Regions from separate parts of the Oncorhynchus mykiss genome. Here region 2 is linked to region 1. The links are chromatin contacts, called in public Hi-C maps. All regions are on one chromosome and are shown on one strand. Each heading gives the region's core, a stretch centred on a gene start, on an enhancer-like site or on the middle of the called end of the contact. The rest is flanking DNA. Distances are from core to core; before and after follow the strand shown. Region 1 overlaps sesn1 (sestrin-1). Region 2 overlaps sesn1 (sestrin-1).

The links. A called contact is a pair of places that touch in the nucleus more often than the background predicts.
Region 2: a contact with region 1 is called in a Hi-C map of liver, with 4 times the contacts expected there. The contact joins two enhancer-like sites. A contact is called at or near these places in 3 of 3 Hi-C or Micro-C datasets (blood and liver).

Annotation. Positions count from the first base shown.
Region 1 is chr4:26,699,938-26,707,150 of USDA_OmykA_1.1, forward strand. The region is part of intron 2 of sesn1 (sestrin-1); the gene reads left to right. Among protein-coding and RNA genes, the nearest start is that of sesn1, 17 kb to the left of the region's middle. Within about 2 kb of position 4,509, at least 8 of the 11 cell types and tissues checked have an H3K27ac peak or open chromatin away from gene starts, as enhancers often do. A contact at or near this core is called in liver, where this site is marked.
Region 2 is chr4:26,743,979-26,751,191 of USDA_OmykA_1.1, forward strand. It overlaps sesn1 (sestrin-1), which reads left to right. Exons shown (of 10, transcript XM_021600702.2): 3 at 6,822-6,887; 4 at 7,062-7,213. Among protein-coding and RNA genes, the nearest start is that of LOC110522364, 9.8 kb to the right of the region's middle. Within about 2 kb of position 2,768, at least 7 of the 11 cell types and tissues checked have an H3K27ac peak or open chromatin away from gene starts, as enhancers often do. A contact at or near this core is called in liver, where this site is marked.

The DNA of each region.
Region 1 (7,213 bases), core at 3,259-5,758:
AACCAAAGTGGGGGACTAAAAACAGGCTACGTTGTCCGTAATCTGATAGTGGTAGATCTCTAATCCTGTAGTGGGGTGGTAGATGTCTAGTCTCCCTTATGGCTCTAATCTGATAGTGGTAGTGGGGTTGTAGATGTCTAGCCTCCCTTATGGCTCAGATCAGGTGCCTACATAGTATACATCATTTACACACACGTCAGCTCAGAGAGGCCCAGCTCAGAGAGGCCCTGCTCATGAGCTCCATCTTCAGCAGATTTTAATTTAGAAATCAAAATAAATGTGTGTTTGCAACAAATGTTAGTGCATCGAATCGTATAGCACTGAATCACATCGATTAGTTTTCTAATCAAACCGAATCTCACTGGATCGTTTCAAACTAAAACATATATCGGTGCCCATGCCAAGAGTGTGCAAAGCTGTCATCAAGGCGGCTACTTTGAAGAATCTCAAATATAAAATCTATTTAGATTTAACACATTTTTTGGGTTACTACATGATTCCATATGTGTTATTTCATAGTTTGTCTAAACTATTATTCTACAATGTAGTAAAAATAAAGGACAACCCTTGAATGAGTAGGTGTTCTAAAACTTTTGACTGGTAGTGTACAGAGGGCTGGTTTCCCAGAATCTTCTTAGTTCAATACTAGGCTTAATCTGTGACTGGGAAACAGCCCTGTGTGTGTGAGTGAGAAGGGGAGAACTACTCATTCAGACAATACGACTTGCTAAATTTCAAGTTCACGGTCTCTTAGATTGATCCTTGTGTTTGTCTACTGTCTAAGGCTTGGTCTCTAAGACCTTGAAGGGATTGTACTTTGCACAGTGACGTGCTCTCACCTTTCTGTAGGCCTAAGCCTTGAAACACTGTAAAGACTTTGCCTTAATATGGATGTTGTTGTTCTGTATTTTTCCTCCAGTCTTTCTCAGTGTTTGTTGTGTGAGTGGAGCGTGGAACATCTGACACTGTACCAAAATGGTCAGTGCTATCCTTGATCCTTGGGACCTCCCTACCCTACACTAGACTGGGTGGTGGCACACGTGAGTGTTGTCTCTTTATGACATGTGCCCAAGTAGACAGAACCCACACGTGTTTCTTTTTGAAAGAGGAAATATGAGTGTTCCTCTTTTCTAAAGTCAGCGGTTATTAAAAATGTGAAGACGAGAGGGGGGGATTATGGAAACCACGTCTCAGCGGTATGAAACACGTGTGTACGTATTTGAGGATCTGTTGATTGCCTATTCTTTCACATCCACTCATGCTAGTTGTTTATTTTGTGTGTGTGTGTACCACTAGCACTGATGTCCTAGCAGTAGGGGGTCTGTTTTAAACATAGCAAGCAGGAAGTCTGACTCGGGTCTCTCTATCCCTCATTCTAACTGATGATGATGATGATGAACCGGACAGCCATTACTGAGGTAACATAACGTCCTGTTCATCATGTTCTTTCTCACTCTGTGTTTGAGTCCCGGGTCCCTCACAACACGACACGCCCCCGGTTCCACCAGTCAACCACTCAAGTAATGCACAGATTACCTCACACCACTGTCGGCACGACGACTGACCTACTCTTAGCTACAGTACATACTGTTACTGCACAGTCATCAGGATAGCATGTCTTATCATTTTTGTCTGGGAGAGTGAGGCCGGTAGTTATCTAGAGAACATTGTGTGAATACACATAGGTTTTAAAGTCTTAGCTGGTGGTTAAACAGGGTTTCATCTTAAACCAAACCCTCTTTGTCCTATCCTAACCATGACCTCTTGCCACACTAGAGAAATCCCTTCAGTTTGTCCTTATATTTGTCCACAGATGGCCTGGATTTTAGCTGAGCTGGTAGAGGTGGTGGACATGTGTAGAATTTGTGACACCACCACTGATCATGATCGATGTTACATCAAGCGCTTGAAAGTACAGACTAGTGTAGTGAGTTTCCCCATGGATAGTCTACAGTTTGTATGGATCAGCCCTATATCCTACAATTGATGACAAGTTCAGGAATGGAATATGATGGGCATCCATCCTCAAAGAAGATGAGAGAGACTGCATCCAACCCACGTCATCATGGATTGATTAGGTGGTGCTGGTTCTAATGCTGAGGTGGTGAACAGTGGAGCTTTGTAAGAGCTTTATAGTGGGTGTGAAGGCTTACTGCGGGCTTATGTAACTGGTGTTCACAACAGAGCATCAGAACTAGGCCGGGTTCAAAATTCCATTTCAGATCTCGGAGGACAAAGTTTACATTAGGCTGAAAATGTTTGGAAACAATGCTGTTTGTCGTGTAATGATGGCACATGGAGAGGAGAAGGAGGAGCATGGAGGCCGATGAGAGGAAAGCAGAGGGAGAGGGGCAAGTGAGATACAGACGGCAAAAGAGGAAGTGGAATGAAAAGTTGAGAGGATATAACCGAGTAGAGGGAGGGAAATAAAAAATCTAGTTGGGCAGAAAGATCTCGGGAGAGGCACAGAAAAGGAGATGAAAGGAGAGGGAGGAAAATAGTTTCTGAGGATAGCTCGGCCAGGGCAGGCTGAGACCTATAGAGAGAAGGAAAAACAACTTTTCCTACTCTAATCTATCATTTGTTGGCAGCGTGCCACACCTTGTCTGTGTTTCTCAGTTGTTGTTGCAGTCAACACACACGGAACTGAACCCCTTATGAAACCAGAGGGGTATCCTATGACGCAAGTTAGATCTATTAGATTTATAAAGCTAACCAGCTTCAGTACTGCGTACAGTGTATTCGGACACTGACCTTTTCCACATTTTGTTACGTTACAGCCTTACTCTAAAATGGATCAAATCGTTTTTTAATAAACTGAAATATAACATTTTACGTACGAATACAGACCCTTTACTCAGTACTTTCTTGGCAACGATTACAGCCTTGAGTCTTCTTGGGTATGACGCAACAAGCTTGGCACACCTGTTTCTCTCATTCTTCTCTGCAGATCCTCTCAAGCTCTGTCAGGTTGGATGAGAAGTGTCGCTGCAGAGCTATTTTCAGGTCCCTCCAGAAATGTTAGATCTGGTTCAAGTCCGGGCTCTGGCTGGGCCACTCAAGGACATTGAGGCTTGTCCCGAAGCCACTCCTGTGCTGTGTGCTTAGGGTTGTTGTCCTGTTGGAAGGTGAACCTTTGCCCCAGTATGAGGCCCTGAACACTCTGGAGCAGGTTTTCATCAAGGATCTCTCTGTACTTTGCTCTGGTCATCTTTCCCACGATCCTGACTAGTCTCCCAGTCCTTGCCTCTGAACCACTTCCCCACAGCATGATGCTGTTGCCACCATGCTTCACCATAGGGATGGTGCCAGGTTTCCTCCAGACATTACGCTTGGCATTCAGGCCAAAGGGTTCCATCTTGGTTTCATCAGACCAAAGAATCTTGTTTATCTTGGTCTGAGAGTCCTTTCCTTTAGGTGCCTTTTGGCTAACTCCAAGTGGGCTGTCATGTGCCATTCACTGAGGCGTGCCTTCCGTCTGGCCACCAACGTAAAGGAATGATTTGGTGGAGTGCTGCAGAGATGGTTGTCCTTCTGGATGGTTCTCCCATCTCCACATAGGAACTCTGGAGCTCTGTCAGAGTGACCATTAGGTCCTTGGTCAGTGAGGTGACCAAGGCCCTTCTCCCCTGATTTGCTCAGTTTGGCCGGGCGTCCAGCTCTAGGAGTCTCAGTGGTTCCGAACTTCTTCTATTTCTTCTATTTTAAGAATGATAGGTTGAGGAACAATTTTGATTTTATCAATTTTAGAATAAGGCTGTAATGGAAAAAGTCAAGTGGTCTGAATACTTTCCGAATGCACTGCATGTGTGTTTCTGTGTACAGGTGGCCATCTGAAAAACATGCTGTCATCACCCATTCTTTCCTCACTAATATTTCTCCTCTCGTCAGTTCTCTCAGCAAATGCAAACACACACATGACAGAACAACTGAGTCTTTTTGGTTTCGCCTGTAGCAATCTAGTTGTCATATTGGATAATTTATGTTGTCATTTAATAACATCTGTGGAATTAAGGTTTGTTATGCTCATGAGAATACTTTTTTGGAACAGATTTGGGGTCAGTTTCAAGAAACACTCAAATATTTTGAGGGCTCTTCCTGTAATGACTTTCTATTACATAAATCAACTGCGGAGAGGGACGAGGGAAGTAACTGCTGAGAGAGGGATGTTTGTTCTTTTGTGTGTGTGTTAAGGTGTTTTATGTGGGATGTACAGTGTCCTTTTCTGAGGTGGTTGTCGAGCTGGTGATGCCTCATCATGGCAGTGTGCTGAACACATCTGTTATGAGCCCTCCACACCCTGACATCAGCTTACTCAGTAACTCTGGACACTGTGTGTGTTAAGAGAGGATTTGTGTGTGTGTGTGTCTGAGTCTCCTCCCTTCTGCAGGCATGCATCCAGTTCCTATTAATACTAGGTTCTGACCTCTCCTTTATTCTCTCCATCCATCATGCTGAAGACTTGCAGAAAACAGTGAGAGAACAGAGAGAGCAGCAAAACAACAAGCTCGCTCCTCCCCCTCAGCCGCTCCCATTGGCTCAGACACACAGCCTGATCTGGCTGTCATTGGCCAGATGCAGACACACCTCTAGAATCTGTTTGTGTTCTGCAAGAAACATAACTAACAGTCAAGGGAGGGGTGAGATATAGGAGGGTGTGGGAGGGGGGGTGTAGATTGGATATGGGATTCTCGAAAACATCCATTGAACCATTTTCAAAAACTTCTAGGAAATGTGTGTGTGTGTGTGTGTGTGTGAGAGAGAAACCAGGCCAACCTTATTTAGTCAGCAGTATTTATGGGCCCCTGTGCTCAACTGGGGGCGTGTTGTTTCCCCTTTTAAAAAGGTTGGCCAACAACTTGGACTTAAATAACTCCGTACACACACAGTAGATCTTTGTTTAGATAGAAAAAGCAACATCTTCATAGCTGCAATAATGCTAACGATGTTGACTTGTTTTTGTGGTTGAAAAGCCCAACTGTGTAACCAACAGACATGAATCACCGCCTGCTATTCAAGTGTCAATCTGTCAACTTACAGTGCCTTCAGAAAGTATTCACACATTGTGTTGTTACAACGTGAATTTAAAATGGATTACATTTAGATTTTGTGTCATTGATCTACACACCATACCCCGTAATGTCACAGTGGAATTTTGTTTTTATAAATGTTTACAAATGAATTACAAAAGAAAAGTCTTGACCCTTTTGTTATGGCAAGCATACATGAGTACAAATGTTGCTTAACAAGTCACATAGGTTCCATGTACTCACTCAGTGTGCAATAATAGTGGTTCATTTGATATTTGAATGACTACCTGATCTCTGTACCTCACACACAGTTATCTTTAAGGTCCCTCAGTTGAGCAGTGAATTTCAAACAGATTCAACCAGGGAGGTAAAACAAAAATCAGACATTGAAAATCACTGAGTATGGTAAAGTTATTAATAACACTATGGACGGTGTATCAATACACCCAGTTACTATAAAGATTCAGGTCTCCTTCCTAAAAGAAAATGGCTGTGATAGAACTAAGGATGGATCAACAACATTCTAGTTACTCCACAATACTAACCTAATTGACAGAGTGTAATAAAGAAGCCTGTATAGAAGAAAAGTATTCCTAAACATGTATCCTGTTTTGCGAAGACTAGGGAGTTTTTTTTTTAGGATTGAAGGAACTGAATGGCGCTACGCACAGGCAAAATCCTAGAGGAAAACCTGGTTCACTCCACTTTCCAACAGACACTGGGAAACAAATTCACCTTTCAGCAGGAAAATAACCTAAAACTCAAGCCCAAGTATACACCAGAGTTGCTTACCAAGACAACATTGAATGTTCCTGAGTGGCCTAGTTACAGTTTTGACTTAAGTCAGCTTGAGAATCCACTTAAAAATTGCTGTCTAGCAATGATCAACAACCAACTTGACAGAGCTTGGAGAATTCTGAACATAATAATGGGAAAATATTGTACAGTCCAGGTGTGCAAAGCTCTTACCCAATAAGACTAACAGCTGTAATCATTGCAAAGGTGATTCTAATAATAGTATGTCTTGACTCCGGTTGAATACTTATCAAGATACTGTATAATAGTGTTTAATTTTCCATACACTTTTTAAATAAATCTTAAGAATAGTGGCCTAGAAGGTTTGGTGGGGTCTGGTACAGTAGGTCTGTGGAGGGGAACAGAGACTGTGAGAGGACCTGCTTTCTGGTTATCTATTGCTGGTGTTCATAGACTCGGGTGATGGTGGGATTAAGGCCTGTTCGGGTCTTATTTTGAAATCGGAGTGAGATATAGGGAGATTTTGGCCTTGTTCCAATATCTAGGAAATTCATCCGTCTTTCTTTAAGAACAGACTGCTCTGAGAGGGACTGGATTGGTTAGTCCTGGGTCATAGGCAGCTGAGCGGTTCTGGTCTCTATACTCCAGAATAGGTTTGCCACTATGTATCATTGTGTATGTGCTTGCTCATATGTGCATATTATTGCATACCTTTGTGTTCTCTGTCGTGTGTGTGTTGTTCACATAACCCAGTTCAAGGGCGGGGATGTGTGCCACTAGTGTTATGAAAGTGGAGAGCACCGTGTCAACCCATCCTTGTTTACCACTTACCAAGTGTGTGTGTGAGAGAGTGGTATGTGTTATTGATAGCTATTAAAGACCCTTTGGATCACATGCAGGGGTGTGTCAAGGGTGTGTGTGCGCATGTTTCTGTGCGCATATTTTTCACAGAGCACTTCTTGCCAATGTGACCAAGGCTAAAGGTGGAGCCAGGAGACCATAACTCTCATAATCTGAGCTGCTATTCACAATGTCCCCACTGTGGGGGTAAAACACACCTCCATTTTCCATGTTGCTTATAGGGCTGAGAATTTCCAGGGACATCACAATACGATATTATCACAATACTTTAGTGACGATACGATATGTTTTGCGATTCTCAATTCTATATGTATTGCAATTCGAAACGGATTTTATTGTAAGTCGATGTTCCAAACATATTTCTCACCATATGTCTGCTGCAGAGGAACAAGAGAAGCCATGAGAACGTTTTGTTCAGTCATGGAAATGAAAGTGCAGAAAACAAATTGGCTTCCTAATTAAGGTGAACAAGCTATGAAGGTGTGCAGGTACAGCCAACTAGCACCAAAATAACATTGTCGATATGATATCGTCAAAAAGAATATCCTGTACTGTATGGATAATCC
Region 2 (7,213 bases), core at 1,518-4,017, 42 kb after region 1:
ACCTAATGCCCCAGCATAGTGTCTTTTTCTTATCTATAATTTTTTTGTATTTCACCCCCTTTTTCTCCCCAATTTTGTGATATCCAATTACGATCTTCTCTCATCGCTGCAACTCCCCAACAGGCTCGGGAGAGGTGAAGGTCGAGTCATGCGTCCTCCGAAACATGACCCACCTTAACCCGGAAGCCAGCCGCACCAATGTGTTGGAGAAAACACCATTCAACTGACGACCAGTGTCAGCTTGCAGGTGCCCGGCCCGCCACAAGGAGTCGCTAGAGCGTAAAGAGCCAAGTAAAGCCGTCCCAGCCAAACTTTCCCTTCACCTGTACGTCGCTGGTCCAATTGTGCACCGCCCTATGGGTCTCCCGGTCACGGCCGGTTGTAACATAGCCTGGAATCGAACCCGGGTCTGTAGTGACCCGGATTGGAGCTTGGTTTGGTTCAGCCAGGCTCTTAAACAGACCACTGAGCCACTTGGGAGGCCCCCAACATAGTGTCTTAAACCTCTTAGGGATCACTTACGGCTAGAATCCAGTTACCTGGATCGATTTGACAACATCCGTTCAATTGCAGAGTGCGAAATTTAAAAATACTAAATTTGTAATATTAAACATTCATGAAGATACAAGTGTCTTACATCATTTAAAAGCTTAACTTCTTGTCAATCCAGCCACTTTGTCAGATTTCAAAAAGGCTTTACGGCGAAAGCACACCATGCAATTATCTGAGGACAGCGCCCCACATACAAAAACAAGAAAAACATTTTCCAACCAAGCAGATGCATCACGAAAGTCAGAAATAGCGATAAAATAAAACGCTTACCTTTGAAGATCTTCATCTTTTTTCAATCACAAGGTCTGTTACACAATGAATAGTCGTTTATAGTCCTTTATATCCCAAACATTTCCGTTTTATTTGGCGCGTTTAATTCAGAAATACACCTGTTCCAACTCACCCAACATACCTACAAAGGATCTAATAAGTTACCTGTAAACTTGGTCCAAACATTTCAAACAACTTTTCTAATCCAACCTCCGGTACCCTAATATGTAAATAATCGATAAAATTTAAGACGTAATAAACTGTTTTCAATACCGGAGGAAAACGAGCAGCGCAGTCTCATTCACGCCCACCAAAACACTAGAGTCCACCTGAGTGACACTTAGAAAGAATATGAATACTTCATTTTTAGAAGAAAAAAAAAACATCAAACTATTTCTAAAGACTGTTGACATCTAGTGGAAGTCATAGGAACTGCAATCTGTCCTCTGGGTTTCGCCTGCCAAATCAGTTCTGTTGTACTCAGACATTATTTTAACAGTTTTAGAAACTTTTGTGTTTTTTATCCAATACTACCATGCATATCCTAGCTTCTGGGCCTGAGTAACAGGCAGTTTACTTGGGCACCTCAGTCATCCAAACTTCTGAATACTGCCCCCTAGCCTTAAGAAGTTTTAATAGGGTGTTGGGCCACCATGTGCCTTAACCGCTTCAATGCACCTTGGCAAGTGTATTTACCTCTATCGGAGGAATGCAACTTCATTCTTCCACAAGAAATTCCATAATTTTGTGTTTTGTTGATGGTGGTGTAAAACGCTGTTTCAGGCGCCGCTCCAGAATCTTCAGAAAGTGTTCAGTTTGGTTGTGATCTGTTGGCTGAGATGGCCATGGCATGTGTTTTCATGCTCATTAAACCATTCAGGGACCACTCTTGCCGTGGGGATGGGGGCATTGCCATACTATAAGGGCATAGCCACGGTAGCCAAAATAATGGCCTGCCCAGCATTTTTATGCATGACCGTAAGTAATGATGGGATGTTAATTGCTTAATTAACTCAAGAACCACACCTGTGTGGAAGCACTTGCTTTCAATATGCTTTGTATCCCTCATTTACTCATGTGTTTCCATTATTTTGGCAGTTACATGTATAACTCAAGGCTCACCATCTCCAGGTATACAATTATAGCTATGCAGCTGCAGAAACAAAGAAAAGCAAGCAATTTAGGTACAATTTTGAACAATGTGACGTGTGACATTGTTTGACATGTGAATGAAGAAAATTCCAACTGTCCTTAACTTCAAAGTGGACATGGATGGGGACGTGAGGGTTAACTGTGCAGTGTTATGCCAAGTCTTAGCCGTTATGTTAACTGCTTAGTGATGGAATGGACTGGCTCGAACCAAGAGCGTTGTTTGAAGAGTGGGAGAGCGACAGAGGGAGGGTGAAAGAGGGGGGAAAGGGGAAAATACCTACTTTTCACTCTTTGCAAATGAACAAGAGTCAACTGTAGTGTATTTGTATGTATATTTTGTGTTGATTTATCTCCTGTCCATTAAGTTTAAACAGACGTTACCAACAACTGGAGAGCCTCAACTGTAAACGGCATGAAAAGACAGAGAGAAATAAAGTGACATAAGGAATATGCATGCATGCTGCATACAGTACACTGTTGATGTGGGCTGCTCTTGTGAAACTGCTCTGGGTTAAGCTGCGGATAGAGGTCTACCTGTTACTCCCCCCACGCACACACCAACACTGACTTGTATACATTCTCGCACTCAAAACAGCTCTTAAAACTTGCTGGGAGATTTAGTTAGCAGAGTGAAAAGTTAGTCAAACTCTCTCTCCCAGCTCTAGCAAAACCTTTTTTTTTTTTTTAAACCAGAGGAACAAGAGGGGGAGAGCGAGAGAAACGATTGGACCCTGTAAATGTTGTTCTGGCCTGTGATTGGGGAAAGCCTGTTGCTAGGCTTATGTCATTGTATGAGAGGGAGTTTTTTGCTTCCTCTCTGCTAAGCGAAAGGTCAGGTTTGAACTGGTTAGGAGGACTTCTACCACTTGTTGAACTTCCCCACGGTTTTGTGATTTGGTCTCTCCGCTCTCTTGTATTTTCATCGCATGTTAAAAACCCTGCAGACACTTTTGGGGCACATAATGTGTACAGCTTTAGTTTTGGCTTCCTTTCTCTTTCTCTTTTAATTCCTTTGACTTGTATCCTCTTTTTATTGGCAAAAGCAGCTAAAAAGTTTGCATTTACAATTGCCATCTTCTAAACTTTTTTCAAACTTTTTTCCTAATTGCCCAAGTGTTTAAATGCTACTCTTTGAATAATTTATTTTTACAGGCTCTCTTAAAATGAAAATATAAATAGTTATAGAGTAGGTACAAAATCACACAATATCATGTGTTACATATTTGCATGTATTATACATGTTAATTACTTTTGTCAAAGTTAAGGGAGTGACACTGAAATTCCTCTCTACATTCTCTTATGGAGTTGTCCTTTCATGTTGGTTGAATTTCAAGTTGAGAGGGATCAATGTTTTGGAATTCGAACCGGAGCTTGAACTTGTGACTGGTCTGATGTTTGCTGTTTGTTTATTCAGGGCCCATTCTAATCTTAATTACTTTTATCCTGTCCATCAAATGTTATAAAAATCACAAACCAGTTGCATGGATGTGATAGAGACCTGTTAGTAAACTATTAACTAACTTACTCCTCTCGAACCCCAGCCACCACACCCAAGTATGTAATATTTCTATGTCTACCATTGTTTGTCTTATCTGTAGCTTAGAATGTATTCCCAGTCAGTTGTAACAGTAGGATATTAACTAATGTGTGACAATGCTCTCCACGAGTCCTGTGTGTGCGTGTTTTGAGAGAACTGCTATGACATAATGTTAGACGCCACCAGATATCACAGCAATGAGTTAATGATGTCAAACCCTCTACACCGGTCAGTTAGACTGCTCATTCAGACTCAGTGAAGAGAGGACCACGTCCAATCCCTCTGTCCCTTCTTCTCAGAGGCTCACTATCTGCACTGTGAGAACCAGCTTGAGAAGGATCCCTGCAGGCTCTCTACCAGCCTCCCACGGCAGTCTAACAAATCATCATGATGTTATAGTAACCGCCGCCCCCACTACGCCCCTGGCTGGAGTGGGTACAGTAAAGCCCCCGAGTAGGTGGTGGTGTGGTAGGGCTGTGTACGCCCCTGAAAATAGTGTTTGGCCCTGTCCCTTGTCCGGGGGGCTGGGGGCCAGTCGGGGCCCTAGCCTAGGCTAACTCTTTTATGTGAAAAGGGCATGTCGTAAGCTGAACGCTGACCAGGCCTCTTCTGCTCTGCAACTTTGCTGAGCCATGGGGCTCACACACTGTGCTCGCTCTGCTGCTGGGAAACTGTAGAGTGCTGACTCCAGCCCCAGGGCATGTTTACCCCAACCCTCGCCCCTCCCTAGGGGTAACAGGAGTGTTGGGGGGGGGGGGGGGGGGGGGGGGTGGTATCGTCACACAATGAGTCTGCCAAATGGCGTGCTATGTATCTAGCCAGGCCCATATCAACCAGGCAGCCAGGCTCTTAACCAAAGTGTTAGATTGGAGCTTGGTTCAGATCAGCTTGGTGATAAACAACAATCTGGGCTCCCTCACACCACCACTCCTAATATAACTTGTTTTAGCAGGTTTTTATTTGGTTCTTCCACCCCTGCCTTGAATGTATTATTAGATAATATTAATATGATCAGCCTTCCAGTGGCGTTGTGCTTCTAATGAGGTTGTTGTTGGTATCTCTGCCATGGAACACTTGACCTGGCTAGATGTGCTGCAGTAATAAGCAATTATCACAATTATGCAGCTGCTATTTACCACCACTAATTTATAATACAATTGTCAGATACTCAGATTTCATGCCACTGCAGTACCTTTTTTTGAGTAGTCATATCTAGACCAAAGCTCTTTTTCATGCTACAACCATCTGACAAAACAGCATTATAAAATGACTCATAAATGACTTCAGAGTACAGTACAAAACACTAACACCAGTGACTGGTGACATCATCCGCTCCAGGCGGTGTCTATACTGACAGGCTCTATGATAGACCCAGAAAGAGAACCGTTTCCTGTCTTTATCGAGACTTCCTGGTAGGTTTGTCTGAGGTGCTATACAGCCCTGTTTGATTTGATTTAAGGCTGCTTTATCTGAACTGCTAGTCTAAGTGGAAAGCTGGAATTGATTTGCTGTTTGTTGACCTGTACTGTCCAGGTATCTTACTGTGCCATTATAAGATCTGCCGCCATATTTACAGTTGTGATGCTCCCCATCCTGTTTATAACACACAGAGTAAAGGACTTGCAGTTCTTGTCTCTGTTGTTTTCAATGTACATGACATAAGATAGCAGGTGCCTGCAAACGTCCATGTAGTACTGGGTCAGCTGTGGGTGGAAGGGGTGAAAAATGATATGTATCATGTAATAAAGCCATAATAAGCAGGCAAGTTGGTCGAAGTGACCATTTCACGCCATATTGTGCGCTGCAGAGTGATGGTCTGTCGATATCCATTGCCAATAAATGGCAGCAGCAAGGAACAAAATTAAAGACGATTGATGATGTTTTCGTGGGGGCTCGCTCTGTACTCAAGTTAAGACGCTCACCTCTCTACACATTTCACTCCTCCTCTCTCCGTCCCCTTATATCTCATTGGATGAATGGAGGTTGTTTTCGCCATGGGATTGGCTTTTGCGCACGTCAGTCAACCAAGGCTCCGTTTATTTACGGACTGTATCCGCAGAGAGAGAACGGTATTCTGCTGTAGGACAGCACCGGCTGACAACTGAGCACTTTATTAACCAGTCCCCCAAGAAACAAAGCGAGAAAGGAAACGGCCATCGAAGTAGATCTTTATATTTGAATACCTGAAAACATAAGATCGCGCCGAGAACACATTATGAAGCACGCAACTGCAGCAACAGAAACCATTGAAAATGATTCATTTACAGTGACAGACGTATTTAAAATATGCACTCGGTGTGAACGGCTAAGCAAAAAGGTAAGAATAAAATAAAGGGGAAATTATTTTGACAGTGAATGCATGTTTTGGAAAGCCCGTGCTTTCGTTTTGGAATTTAGATTATTAATTTGTGACAAGACAATTTCATGTCATTTTAGCCACTTGTTTTCTGTGGCTTCGAGCGAAGGAACTGCAGTGCAGTCTTTTCTTTTGTGTCCAACCTTGTTTACGCGTTTGAGGAGTTTGCGCTGCTTGTCAACCCTACTTTCTTTCCAGTTCTTTGTCATCCTACTGCCAACTCTATAGACCGTTCGGTATAAGGTTCTACTTTTTTCGGTTGGTGTATTTCAATGCAAGACAGTATTGTCGCTTTCGAGTAATCTTCGGCGGGCAGTTCTAGGTCATTCATTCCGCCAGCTCTGCGCCGCGCAGAGGGACAGAAACGGAGCAGACAGTCAGCCCTAGCCTGTAGGACATGTCGCAATCAGCGACTTTTCAAGTTGACAGTTGGCTGTTTTTATGTTGAGTGAGATGTCAATCATATTTTGAATTCGTTTATTTAACTATTTTAGTATGCGAGCCTCTCTGATCCATAACATTGTGTCAAATATTGTATCAAGGGTATTACTTGTATCAAGGGTGTATCAAACTGCAAATGGTTACATAGCCACTGTAGGCATGATACATTGTATCTATCAAGCCTTCTTTTTGTGTATTTTGGTAGTTTTGTAACATTTATAGAGACTGCTGTTATGGCTTGCTGCAGCTAAATGTTGAACAAAGAGATTTATTTCTGCACAGGCTGCGGTTGCAGGGCGCCAACCCGACTATAGAGCGAACATGGGGGTGAGAGATACGATATCCCACAGAAGGATGTACAATATTACACGGTCAGGGCTCGCAGCCAAAATGGTACGAAAAATCGCAATTAGAGTTTTCCCCCTGTGCCTTTAGCTTTTGACGCCAATGAGCACTGTTGCATTTGGATCTTGCATAACTATAATGTGTCTTCTGTATTATTTTGTCTTGCAGGACTTTGGAGTTCGAATCCCAAGACCCCTGGGAAATGGACCAAGTAGATTTATCCCTGAAAAAGAGGTATGGAGAACAAAAACTTTTTTTTACCACAAGTTTTCTTTGGACTTCAAAACATTTTACTTGTTACTTATCTATGCAAAGTATCAATAACTTTGACATTTTATTACATATATTTAGTTAGCATCTTATACCAATAAGTGAATTACATTAAATTCACTGTCTCTATTGCATCAGATCCTTCAAGTCAGTAAAGTAGACCCCAGGACACAATCGATATTTGAGGACGCATTCGCAGCACTGGGTCGCCTTGACAACATCTCCTTGGTGATGGGCTTCCACCCACAGTACCTGGAGAGCTTTCTGAGGACACAGCACTACCTGCTGCA